Linked DNA regions of Mus musculus: regions 1, 3 and 4 are each linked to region 2. A link is a contact called in public HiChIP or PLAC-seq and promoter capture Hi-C data. All regions are on one chromosome and are shown on one strand. The core of a region is the stretch at or near the end of the contact, and the rest is flanking DNA. Distances in the headings are between cores, read along the strand shown.

Region 1 (2,976 bases), core at 94-2,593, 1.2 Mb after region 2:
AGTTGGTGTATATTTAATTTAATTAATTAGTTATTGAGACAGGGTCTCATTTAGAAGTCCTGACTGGAATCCACAGAGGTTTGCCTCTTGAATGTTGGGATTAAAGGTATATACCACCATGTGCAACAGGTATTGACTTTTTCTCTTCTCTTTTCTTTTCTCTTTTCTTTTCTTCTTTCTTCCTTTCTTCCCTTTTCTTTCTTTCTTTCTTTCTTTCTTTCTTTCTTTCTCTCTCTCTTTCTTTCTTCCCTTTTCTTTCTTTTTTTCTTTCTTTCTTTCTCTCTCTCTCTCTCTCTCTTTCTTTCCTCTTTCTTTCTTTCTTTCTTTCTTTCGTTCGTTTGTTCGTTCGTTAGTTTAGATAGTGTGTCTTGTAGTCCAGGTTGCCCTGAAACTGCTAGCTTCCTGCTCCTCCCGCCCCACGGAGTGCCGGACTTGTGGGCACAACAGACATAGCCTGTTAGGTAGACGGTTACTTGGTTTCTTTTTGCTTTGTGACTAGATGGGTGAGCTATACTGATTCAGGTTTGGAAAAGCAGCATGGATATAGCTTATTTGTTCTGCTGGGGTCTTCAGTGCTAATCATGGTTAATCTCAGGATTGACAACTCCCAGCTTTGAAACAAGGGAGGGCAAACCAGAGCCCCTCTCCTGCTCAGTGACATACTTCCTCCAGCAAGGCCACTCTTTTAAACCTCCCCAAAGAGTACCACCAGCTGGGAACCAGGAGCTGATGGGGGGCATTCTTATTTAAACCACCACGTGGTGGTCCCTGACCTGGTGTTCTGTTGGGAAATGTCTTGATTGATAAGTGTCAAATTTCACCACAAATAGCACTCAGAAGAAAGGGACCACTGTGCGCTGCAGAAAGTGACTTGTATGGACAATCTCCTACTATGGTGGAAAGATCTGGCTTGCTGTGGCATCTACAGCAGATGCATTTGTGAGATGTCTTGCTCTTTGGGGTGTTGCTGAATGGTAAGAATAAAGAGGATTACCTTAATGATTCGTTAGACTGGCTTGTCAGTGTATGCTTGTCAGTGTATGCTCAGTAGAGTGTGGCTTTCCCTCTGCATATGTCTGAGCAGCCACTGTAGGATCTGCAGAGACAAACCTGCAGAGATGAGGGCTAGTTTTGCTCTTTTAAGGCAGGTCTCTAGGTTCCTAGAAAATAGAATGAAATGCCAGATATGTTTTCCACTTTTATTTTTAAGCAACTAGTTAGTGAGCACTGGAGACATGTGACTGAGCAACATATTAACAAGTTCCCGCCCCATCCCACCCTGCTCAGCAGTCAGAGGGGGAAGTCTCATGGGAGAACCAGGCAGAGGAGGCACTGCAGAGAGGAAGCTCACAGGTGGCAACAGAGGAAGAGGGACATTCTCCTGAGACAGTTTTCATTGCGGTGTGTGTGTGTGTGGGGGGTGTGGAAGTGGGGACGGGGTGGGGTGGGGATGGGGTGGGGGGGTGTCAGAGCAGGTAGTGTTTAAGCAGTGCCATGAAGGAAGTGGGATGCGGGTTAGGGAAGAACATTCCAGGGGAGACTGCATTGAAATCTGAGTCCTATGGGCTGGAGAGATGGCTCAGAGGTTAAGAGCACTGACTGCTCTTCCAAAGGTCCTGAGTTCAAATCTCAGCAACCACATGTTGCTCTCTTCCCTCCTGGGTGTCTGGAGCCCTTTGCCCCTCCCTCGCCTGTCTTCTTTATACATTCATGGTTCTGCACCTGACACTGTCGTTCACTATTGATGACATTCATCTCAGATTCCATTCTGCACGCCCAGCCCACCATGAATCCTTCACTGAGCCTTTGGTGATGGTCGTGCAGAGCGTGGCCCAGATGCCTTGACTGACTGTCCCTATCCGAGATTCCGCTACCATGGAGACCCCTGGGGAGGAGCTGTCTAGCAGTGTTCATTGAACTGGTGACGGGAACTCGCGGTGCTCTGAGATCCTGACTTGCCTGTGGCTTCCTTCCTCGGCAGATGCCCAGGGTTTTCATTTGTACTGTGGGTCTGCTCAGTTTTGGTTGACCAGAAAATGTCTTATTTTGCCTTCTTCTAAACAACAACAACAACAACACTTTTATTTTACAATAATTATATTCTCACAGAAAATTGCCCCCTCCTCGTATTTATACTCTTCCATCTAGTTTTTGCCAAGGCTCTCCAAGGATGACATCCTTCATAATTTGTATAATATATTAGCTGCTGAGCCATCTCTCCAGTCTCAAATATGTTTCATGTTCTCTTTAACATGAAACAAAACACCCTTCAGGTCTCTTGAGGTGGTTATATCCATTTTGTGTGTGTGTATATATATATATATATATATATATATATATATATAATTGCTGGCTAGTATGTATTTCATTATATGGCCTGTCTAACTGTTCATCCAAATAGCCTTTTGGTATTAGCAGTAAAGCTGAAACCAACCTTCACATAAGGTTTTTGTGTAATTACAAATATTTGTTTCCCTGGGATGAACACCCTTGGGCATGATCGCTAAGCCTGTGAGCAGTAAGTAGATATTTGGTTTTGTGTGACCTGACTGAATTATTTCCTAGGCTGACTGTGCTGTTTCCACTCACGCCAGAAGAGTGAGTAGTCCATTGTTTTTGGATTCTCATCAGCACGTATTGTTGTCAATGTTTTATTGCAAATGTTCCATCGTATGTATAATGTTAATCTCATTTTGGTTTTTGCACTTTCCTGTGGCTAGTCATGGTCACTGTCATTAAAGCTGTTCATTTGCCATCCACATATATATATATATATATATATATATATATTCTTTAGTGAAATGTTTTTTTACATTTTGTTAGTCTTATGATTGGCTTGTTTTCACTCAGTTTTTTTTTTTCAGTTTTGTTTGTTTTTATTTTAAATGTGTGGGTATTTTTGTTTGCATGTGGTATGTATGTGCATCATGTGCATGCAGTACACACAGTGGCCAGAAGAGGGTGCTGGATCCTGTG
Region 2 (2,948 bases), core at 21-2,520:
GGGTCTACTACCTTGTTCTGTGCTCCTTGATCACCCCTACACGTGTGGCATACACTCATACACATAGTCACACACAGGAAACAAAAATAAAAAGAAACTAGACTTTTTACACTGACAATGATTGTAGATTGTATTCTAAAAGGCACACGCGAGCTCTGTTTCAATTAAGCTAGGAATGATGGTCCACACCTTTAATCCCTGAACTTTGGAGGTACAGTAAAAGTGGATCTCTGTGAGTTAAAGGTCAGTCTGGTATAATATATAATGAGTTCAAGTCAGATAGGGACACACAGTGAGACTCTACCTTTAAGAAAAAAAAAAATCAAACTGTATCTCAAAACCAGTAATAAGTATCAAGAGTATTTATTTTTTCCAAGGTGCCTTCTCATGGACCTAACATATTCAAATATAGGGGCCATTCTCATTCAAAGTGTGTGTGTGTAGACAACCAGGCTGTATTCTCTGAATCATCACGACTGGGCACGCGGGCACGTTAATGCAGATGCCTAGAACATGGCATCAGATCACTTGAAGCTAGAGCTACAGATGGTTGTGAGCCCCCTCTATATGGGGTCCTGGGAACTGAGTTCATTCTCTGGAAGAGCAGCTCAGGGTCTTAAACACTAAGCCATCTCTCTGGTGCCATGCAGAGTCCACTCGAGTCTCACCTGCGGAGAGGCCCGATCCAGTGCTCTTTGCAGAGTCCGCGCCAAGGCCGCAGCCTCCTCCCCACTTTCAGGGCTGTGGTCCCGCACGTAGGCCTGGAGCTCCTGGGGCAGGATGGTGAGGAATTGCTCCAGCACCAACAGCTCCATGATCTGCTCCTTGGAGAGCAGCTCGGGCCTCAGCCACCTCCGACAGAGCTCCCAAAGTCGGCTCAGCGCCTCCTCAGGGCCGGCCACTTCCTGGTAGCGCAACTGCCTGAATTGTTTTCGAGAAGTTTCGGGGTTCTGCCAATCTCCGGAACCGGAGGACTCCTGATTCCCCGGAGAGTCCTCCTCCACCTTCACCGTACAAAGCCCAGCACCGAGAGGTGGCGGGACGACCCCAGAGCCTGCAGCCATTGGAGCCTCTGGACCGTCCAGGTCGAGCTTGTTTTCTAGAAGAGCAAAGCCCAATGACTTCACGGACCTTTTCTGAAACCGAGGCGGAGTGCTACCCTCTTCCAAAAACGAGGCCCAGAAAAGGCCACTACGGACACAGCACACACGCGAACCCGGTCTTCTCAGTTCTCATTTCGGCAGGTGACAGAAAAACAAACCGAAGCGGAAGTGCGTAATTAACCCCGCCTCTGGGAAGAGGCCTCGCCTGCGTAAGGTCTTTCTAAGCGCCCTGGAGGACTAAGATGCATCTCTATGGTTCGCCTTTCTTATTTTACTAAAGGGGCCGCAGGCCACGTCATGACAGTCATGACAGATTGGATGGATGGATGGATGGATGGATGGATGGATGGATGGATGGATGGATGGATGGATGGATGGATGGATGGATGGATGGATGGATGGATTAGATAGATAGGGGGTCCTACACAGAGAAAAAAATTGTCTTGAAAAAAATAAATATAAATAAATAAATTTTAAAAAAAAGATGGATTGGTGAGATGGTTCAGCGGTTAAAGACACAGGCTGCTCTTTTAGAGGATCTAGGTTTAATTACTGGCTCCCACAACATGGTGCAGGTCAAACAGCCATAAATAAAGTAAAACTATATCTATATCTACATCTATCTATCTATATACACATGTATATTTTTCTTTTAATTACTTAAAAATTGTTTTTGACTCTTTGAGACAGGGTTTTTTTGTATAGTCCCGGCTATGGAAACTAGCTCTGGGAACTAGACTGGCCTCGAACTCACAGAGATCTGCCTGCCTCTGCCTCCCCAGTTCTGGATTTAAAACCTTGTGCCACAACAGACAGGTAAAATAAATAAATCACGTTAAACCAAAACCAAAAACACCCCAGAGAACCAGAGTTTAGTTCTGACACCACAGGAACAAGCACACTTACTCTAATCCCAAGAGATCTGACTGCCCTCTTCTGGCATCCTGTGGCCAGTAGGCACACTTGTGATGCATAGATATAATTCAGGCAAGACACTGTACACGTTAAAAAACAAAAAACTCCATCACTCAGGAGGCAGAGGCAGGAAAATCTCTCAGTTTGAGGCCAGCCTGGTCTAGAGAGAAATTCTAGGGTAGCCAGGGTTACATAGAGAAACCCTGCCTGAAAAAACAAACAAATAATTTGAAGTGCATTAGTGGCACACACCTTTAATTTCAGAACTCAGAAGGTAGAGGCAGGCGGGTCTCTGTGAGTTCTAGGGAAGCCTGGCCTACGAGAGTTCCGGGCCAGCCAGAGGCCAGAAAGAGGGCATCGGATACCCTAGAACTAGAATTACTGAAGGTTGTGAACCACAGGAGTGATTTAGAGTGAGATGGCCCGCTAGACAGTCCCGGGTACACCTCAAAATACAGTTTGCTTCAGTCGTGGATTTGAGAGATGCCCTTCCCTCCGCCCCCAGTGTTGTGACCTTAGTTCTGTAACTAGGTCTTCCACTGATGGCAGGGGTTGCAATTCCACGGTAGTCTGTTTTGGTGGGCCCCTGAAGTGTGACAACAGGTTCTCTGATACTACCAGTATTCGAAGGACTTGGAAAATGATGAAAACGCCTCAAGAGAGGGGTAGATAATTTAAAATGGGATTTACAATTTAGGGTAACAGGCTTTAAGCAAAACTTCTGTCTTCAAACTATTGTTTCTCCCCAGCCGCCTGGCTGCCATGCTCTGGGCGCATCTTTCAGCTTTTCAGCCGATACAGCAACAGGCGCTTTTTTCCCTCTGCTGCATTCGTTTTGTTTGTTTTGTTTTTCTCTTTTTTTCTTCCTTTTTCTCTCTCTTTCTTCCCTCTGCTGCATTCGTTTTGTCTCTTTCTTTCCCTTCCTTCCTT
Region 3 (2,810 bases), core at 87-2,586, 1.6 Mb after region 2:
GTGTCCAGCACGCCTTCCCCGCGGCCACTCGGCCCCGCGCCCGGTCCGCCCGCACACGACCAGGCCCGCGGGCGGCGCCTCGAAGGCGGGGACCGGCCCCCCGGGCCGCGCTGCCGCCGCACCTACCATGGTACAGATGGAGGCGAATTTGGAGACTGTCATTAGGATTTCCATCCGCCCGGCGCCATCTTCCAGACAGTCGCGGCGGGCGGGGGACGCGGGGAGCCGGGCCGCCCGCTCGCTCCGCAGCCCGCGGCCGCACCCGGAGCCGCCGCCGACCCACGCTTCTAGCCTGCTGGGCCGCCGCTGCCGTCGTCGCCGCGGGCGCTCAGGCTTCCTCCGGCCCAGCCCCCGCCCGCCGGCCGCCCGCCCGCCCCCGGCTCCGCCCCGGCGCACGGCGCAGCCGCCGCCTCAGGGCCCGCGCCTGCCCGGGAAGCCGCTCACAGCACACCCCGCCCAGCGCGCTGGGGAGAGAGCTCCGCGCAGGCCCTACCGCCCCGACGACCGGGCAGCGTCCTTCCGCCCCGCCCGCCTCCGGCGCCGCCACGCCCACCGCAGCTGTGCCACGCCCATGGTGCCCCGCCCTCCCACGGGGGGGGGGCGAGCTTGGGGAGGACGGCTCCACCCAGTGCGCGTTGGGGCGGGGCGAGACCCGTGCCGCGTTCCTCCTGCAGATGGGTCCTAGCGCCGACGTGAAGCACCTACCTTAGCTTGCAAGAGCGGGTCTTTAGGGGATCGAGCCTTTGCTCTGCGGCGTCTGTGACATCAAGCAGCCTTTAGAGCGACTGACAGTCAGTTGAAACAGAAGACGGAGACCATATCTGGGAAACTGGATGGGTTGGAAGGCAACCCCGCCAGAGTCCCAAGCACTTGGATGTTTTTCTGGGGTGAATCATCTGGGCCTAATTCCCTAAGAAAAGGCTAATTAGATAAAAAGACAAGATTTAACTCTATGAATTAGCAGTAGTGGGGGAGAAGAGGAAGGGGAGCCAATCCTGAAAAACAGTGGGATACCAACTTGGAATTTGTAACAGGGTGGTATGTCCCAAGTAAGAAGCCGAAGCCAATGTGTGAGGAGCACATAGACCGTGTTAGCTAGTGGATGAACGCTTCCTATTTTCTACCGGCAGAAAATTCATAAAACTTCATAAATTACTACTTTAAAAAGCCTGTGATTTGTTTTGATTGGTGATCTGAGGGTAGGACCTTTTCTGCCTTCCACCCAACTCCCCACCACACCGGGTCTGTGGAACTTGGGGCCTAAATTCCGACGAAAGCTCTAAAATCTGATAAGCCTCACTTCATAGTCCAAAGCATTCAAAAGACCGAGAATTTGAACAAAATTTAGTCGAGAAACAGATTTCTGGTACATGAATACTGTTTCCATAGCAATTCCATTGTAAGCGTTGGGGGAGGGGAACACCCACTGAATACAGCTAAGTATTCTGGCAGCTGCTTATTCTCCAGGTATCTACCTTCGTAGTGGCTAGGCCTCCCGCTTTTCTGTAGATACCACGGCAGGGGCTTGGACTCTGGTTTACACCAGTTCAGATCTATGCAATGTTTGTCGCGTTGCTCGCCACTCTAGACTCCACAAGCATAGAGCATGGTCGTACAACATCTATATTTTAAAGGTAAGGATGGGAGCTGGACATATGGCTTAGTTGGCGAAGTGTTTGTGTAGGTGTTCTGAGGTTTCATATCCTCAGCTGAAGTGCTAATCCTACTATGGTAAGGTCATCCTCAGCTATTTAATGAGTTCAAGACCAGCCTGGATCACTTGAGTCCTTGTCCCCAAAAAAATAAATGAATGAAAAGCCAGTCACAGGGAATTGTGACATGCACCTACAATCCCAGCATAGGAAACAGAGAAAGGTGAGTCTCTGTGAGTTCAAGGGCAGCCTGGACTAAATAGCAAATCTACAGATCAGCCAGATCTATGCAGGGAGACCTGGCCTCAAAAATAAATAAAAGAGAATAAACAGCACATGTATGAAATTGTCAAAAAGAAATTAGCAAAAGCCAATGAGTAATTAATTAAAATGTTGAGCAAATAAAACCCTCCAGCTGTCAGTGTGCCGCCTCAGAATTCCTGTCATAGGCTAGGTAGTCTGCTGGATAAGGTTTCATTTTTAAGCTTTATTATTTTTACTTTATGTGTATGGGTGTTTTGCTTGCTCACATGCGTACAGTGTCCGCGGAGGCCAGAAGAAGGCATCAGATCCTCCTGGAACTGGAGTTGTAGAAGGTTGTGAGACCAGATGGATGCTGGGAACCCTTTGAATGCTCTAAGCGTAAACCTTCCAATAACCCCAGAGATCCATCATGCCAGGCTTGTTTTCTAATTGAAGAAGTATAGCATTCATCATTGCACCCCTAGTGAGTGCAGGGCCTGGGTCTATACACACACAGCACAGGCTCTGTCCCTGAAATCTGACGTCTCTCCCTACCTCTCCCAATGAGTCAACCTCTTTGGTTGCATTAATAATGTGGTCTAGCTGTTCAGATAGTAGATGTCAATCAAAATAGCCATAGTTCTAACTCAAGTCTATGTTGGAAATTGTCTTAGGGTTTCCATTGCTCTGAAGAGACACCATGACCAAGGCAACATTCTTATAAAGGACAACATTTAATTGGGCCTGGCTTATACTTTCAGAGGTTCAGTCCATTGTCATCATGATAAAAAGCATGGCAGCATGCAAGCAGACATGGTGCTGGAGAAGGAGCTGAGAGTTCTATATCTTCATCTGAAGACAGCCTGGAGGGAAATCTCCACACTGGGTGGAGCTTGAGCACTAGGAGACCTCAAA
Region 4 (3,010 bases), core at 43-2,542, 1.2 Mb after region 2:
GCTTCCTTTCTAGCACCACGTCTGCCGGGATGCTGCCATGCTTCCTGCCATGATGATAACGGACTAGACCTCTGACACAGCCATCCAGCCCCAGTTAAACATTTGCTTTTATAAGAGTTGCCTTGGTCGTGGCGTCTCTTCACAGCGATGACACCCTAACAAAGACACCAACAGTAAGTTATATGTACTACATACTCTGTTTGACACAGTACAAGGTATCTCACTGGACATAAGCAGAGAATAAACTGAGTTTGTCAGGGAACTGGGATCTAAAAGGAAGTGACCCGATGCAGCAAGTGTCAACACTCCAGAGCCGCACCATTAAGGGTCACGGCATGTTCAGAGTTAAGTAAGTCTAGAGGCAGCTCAGGTAAGGCAAGGGGGACTGAAGTGAGAGGACTCAGTAAATGTGACTAGCAACCACAAGAAAGGCAGTCTGGATACTCCTGTATCTTCAGATTTTTGTGTCCTCCATCAATGACCTGAATGTACGTAAATACGTATGGTAGCTGCTTCCCTGGGTAAGAGCAGACGAAAAGGAGGAGAGGCAGTTGTAATTTGAATGTCAAGTTGTCTTTGGGCTGGGCATAAATATATCCCCGTGTCAGTGTTTATAATACTGGAGAGCTGACGTCTTGTTTACCTGTATATTCCAAATTGCTATGATATGGAAAGCGAGGATAGAGCTCTAAAAATCCCTTGAAAGCAGTGCAGATTTTGTGAACGGTGCGTGTTTTTTTCTGCTATCTTTGTGTCAGTGTGAACTCTGCTAAAATGTCTACCAACTGTTAGGCATTTACTACTGGCTTGTTTATCACGTCTTAAAGACCACCCGAATCAGTTTTCTTGAGCTTTTTAAATATAGCTTTCTATTTTGTGATTCGATTTGTAAATAAAGACAGAGGACATGTGTAACATTCGTGTTTTGATGCAGTAAAGCTCATTTCCTTTGGAACTTAGGAGAACACGCTATCTTCTCCCCCCCCCCCCCCGCAACCCCCACTTTCTCCTGGTCTTGTTTATTTTTGCCTCAGTTATCCCGCACTACCGGAGACCAGGATAAGTTGGTGGTTCAAGACTACCCTATTTAATAGGCTGTGTGTCTCGTAGGTGGGGAGAATAGGATTTGGAGACGGTGAAGACCAAGGGAAGAGGAATCTGAACATGAAAAAGATGGAGGGTTTTTGAACCTCCAGGGGTTAATGCCAACTGATGACAGGGCTATAATCCTATCAGGCTTGGGTGAATCCCCAGCCCTGCACCGTGTCCGAGGACATACAGGTAGGTAGACAGCCCTGTGTTACCAGGGGCCTCAAGATCCAGGTGAAGGGTAAGCTACAGGTGGGGATCCGAGGGGTCTGCAGATAGAGGAGGTACCCAGGCCCCTTGGTTACCCACCTTGGAGGAGGAGGCCTGAGGATGCGCCGCCTTCTCCGCAACGCCCCGCCCCCGCAGCGCCTACGCTGCCCTCTCCCGTTGGCTCTCCATTGGCCGCAGAGCTCGCCAATCCAGCCCCCTGGCCGTGAAGGGGGCGTGGCCGCGCGGTGCCGGGCCGGGGGCCGCGTCTGTCGCCGCTGCGCGCTGCGGTGCGGGCGGCAGGACGATGAAGCCGGGAGCGCGGCGCGGTGAGTGCGGCTGTGGTCCTTCCCAGGCTCCGGGCCGACCTCCGGGGGACGCGGGGCGGGATTCCGGGGGTGCCGCGCTCGGGCTGCCGACCTGCCCTGGTCCCTCCCGGCCGCAGGTGGCGCCGCATCCTCCTTGCGCATCCTTCATCCCGATTGCTCCCGTCCCGCGTGCGGCCTGGCCTGCGCTGGGGTCCTGCGGGCCGCGTGCACCGAGGCTCCGGCTGCTCCCGGCCTGGTCCATGGCGCAGCCTCCCGGACAGCTCATCTTTCCCCCCTCTGGCTTTGGTACTTCCCAGCAAATGCCGGTTTTCCCTCTTGGTTTGGCCTCTCTGCAGTGGAGAGCAGAGTTCTTAATTATTGAGAAACTATGGGATAGGCCTGGGGTTAAAGGTAGCCGGTCATCTTCTTGGCTGATGTTTAGAGGAATAGGAATTTTTAAAAATCATTTAGGGACTGGTTTTGATATGGTGATTATCTCCTAGCAGTAATTTTTTTTTTTTTTGAGTTTTCAAAAGCCGAAGGTTAGAAAGGGTCCTTTTTATTTCGCATCGAAGCTCTTAAATTCAAATGCCTAATGGGGTATGACATTTTGACTTTTAAGATTCTGAACGCACGTTTTTGTAAGGGAGGGAGGCCGACTATTTGAAATGTTTTCCATTTTGAAAGTTTGGCTTGTCTAAAACTGCGAAAATACCTGCGACTCTACAGCAAACCGAGTTCAGAGTACTTGACTTGTTTCGCTGTCTCGTCTAGGGCAAATTCTCCTGGGCACGGACTGTTTTTGTGTATGCTTTACCAAACTTTCCTATTCAAGCAGCGAGACAATGCAGGCAGTGGCTCTTTTCAGTCCGTCCTTTCATCTGCTTGAGAGGTTAAACCGGAGCGAGCTGGTTTGACCTTTCCCAAAGGCAGTTAAAGATCATGTCTTCTCTGCTTCCTTCTCCCAGGGTTCGGATAGCTGTCTTGTAGCGCTCAGTTTCCTGAATTTAAAAGCTCCGCTGAGTTGATTTTAAGAAAGTTGTGCTGTTTTAGATGTTCAAAGCTCACTGGATTGCAAAGGCGACTTACCGCTTGGACCCGTATACCAAACAGAACCTTGCTCTAGATCTGCCTGTAAATGTTACATCTGCACAGTGACACTGCTTTCTTGCATTGCTGGATCTGTTTGCTTATATTTTATAGTCTTATTGCCATTGATGGATGCTAGTAATTTCAAAAATTGAAAATAAAGCTGGAACACACTTTGCTAGGTGATTGTGCCAGTTGACCTCCCACCCCTATCCATCATCAGTGTGTCTGTGTAGACATATTTTAGAGTTTTCACAGACACTTCTATGTTGACAAGCCACAAGCATTTTTTTTAATTATTTATTTATTTTTTTTGG

The links. Promoter capture Hi-C pulls out the DNA fragments that hold promoters and counts their contacts. HiChIP or PLAC-seq counts read pairs in DNA pulled down with a chosen protein or histone mark.
Region 1: a promoter capture Hi-C map of embryonic stem cells shows a contact between it and region 2, with 9 times the contacts expected there. The contact joins the enhancer-like site here to the promoter of Zkscan14 in region 2. A contact is called at or near these places in 7 of 39 promoter capture datasets (cranial neural crest, embryonic stem cells, frontonasal cranial neural crest and 2 more), 4 of 115 datasets of contacts at active chromatin or transcription factors (astrocytes and embryonic stem cells) and 1 of 9 other capture datasets (embryonic stem cells).
Region 3: an H3K4me3 HiChIP or PLAC-seq map of embryonic forebrain shows a contact between it and region 2, with 8 times the contacts expected there. The contact joins the promoter of 1700041I07Rik here to the promoter of Zkscan14 in region 2. A contact is called at or near these places in 4 of 39 promoter capture datasets (cranial neural crest, embryonic stem cells, frontonasal cranial neural crest and 1 more) and 2 of 115 datasets of contacts at active chromatin or transcription factors (embryonic forebrain and large pre-B cells).
Region 4: an H3K27ac HiChIP or PLAC-seq map of embryonic stem cells shows a contact between it and region 2, with 7 times the contacts expected there. The contact joins the promoter of Wasf3 here to the promoter of Zkscan14 in region 2. A contact is called at or near these places in 7 of 39 promoter capture datasets (cranial neural crest, embryonic stem cells, frontonasal cranial neural crest and 3 more), 1 of 484 Hi-C or Micro-C datasets (embryonic stem cells) and 3 of 115 datasets of contacts at active chromatin or transcription factors (astrocytes and embryonic stem cells).

Annotation. Positions count from the first base shown.
Region 1 is chr5:146,403,373-146,406,348 of GRCm38.p6, forward strand. All of the region lies in intron 1 of Wasf3 (WAS protein family, member 3), which reads left to right. Among named protein-coding and RNA genes, the nearest start is that of Wasf3, 20 kb to the left of the region's middle. Within about 2 kb of position 1,344, at least 5 of the 459 cell types and tissues checked have an H3K27ac peak or open chromatin away from gene starts, as enhancers often do. A contact at or near this core is called in embryonic stem cells, where this site is marked.
Region 2 is chr5:145,200,612-145,203,559 of GRCm38.p6, forward strand. Zkscan14 (zinc finger with KRAB and SCAN domains 14) reads right to left here and starts at 1,271. Exons shown (of 3, transcript NM_023322.2): 1 at 669-1,271. The coding sequence starts at 1,064.
Region 3 is chr5:146,794,489-146,797,298 of GRCm38.p6, forward strand. 1700041I07Rik (a long non-coding RNA gene) reads left to right here and starts at 1,337. Exons shown (of 2, transcript XR_377208.4): 1 at 1,337-1,634. Usp12 (ubiquitin specific peptidase 12) reads right to left here and starts at 468. Exons shown (of 9, transcript NM_011669.3): 1 at 127-468. The coding sequence starts at 174.
Region 4 is chr5:146,383,714-146,386,723 of GRCm38.p6, forward strand. It overlaps Wasf3 (WAS protein family, member 3), which reads left to right and starts at 1,293. Exons shown (of 10, transcript NM_145155.3): 1 at 1,293-1,625.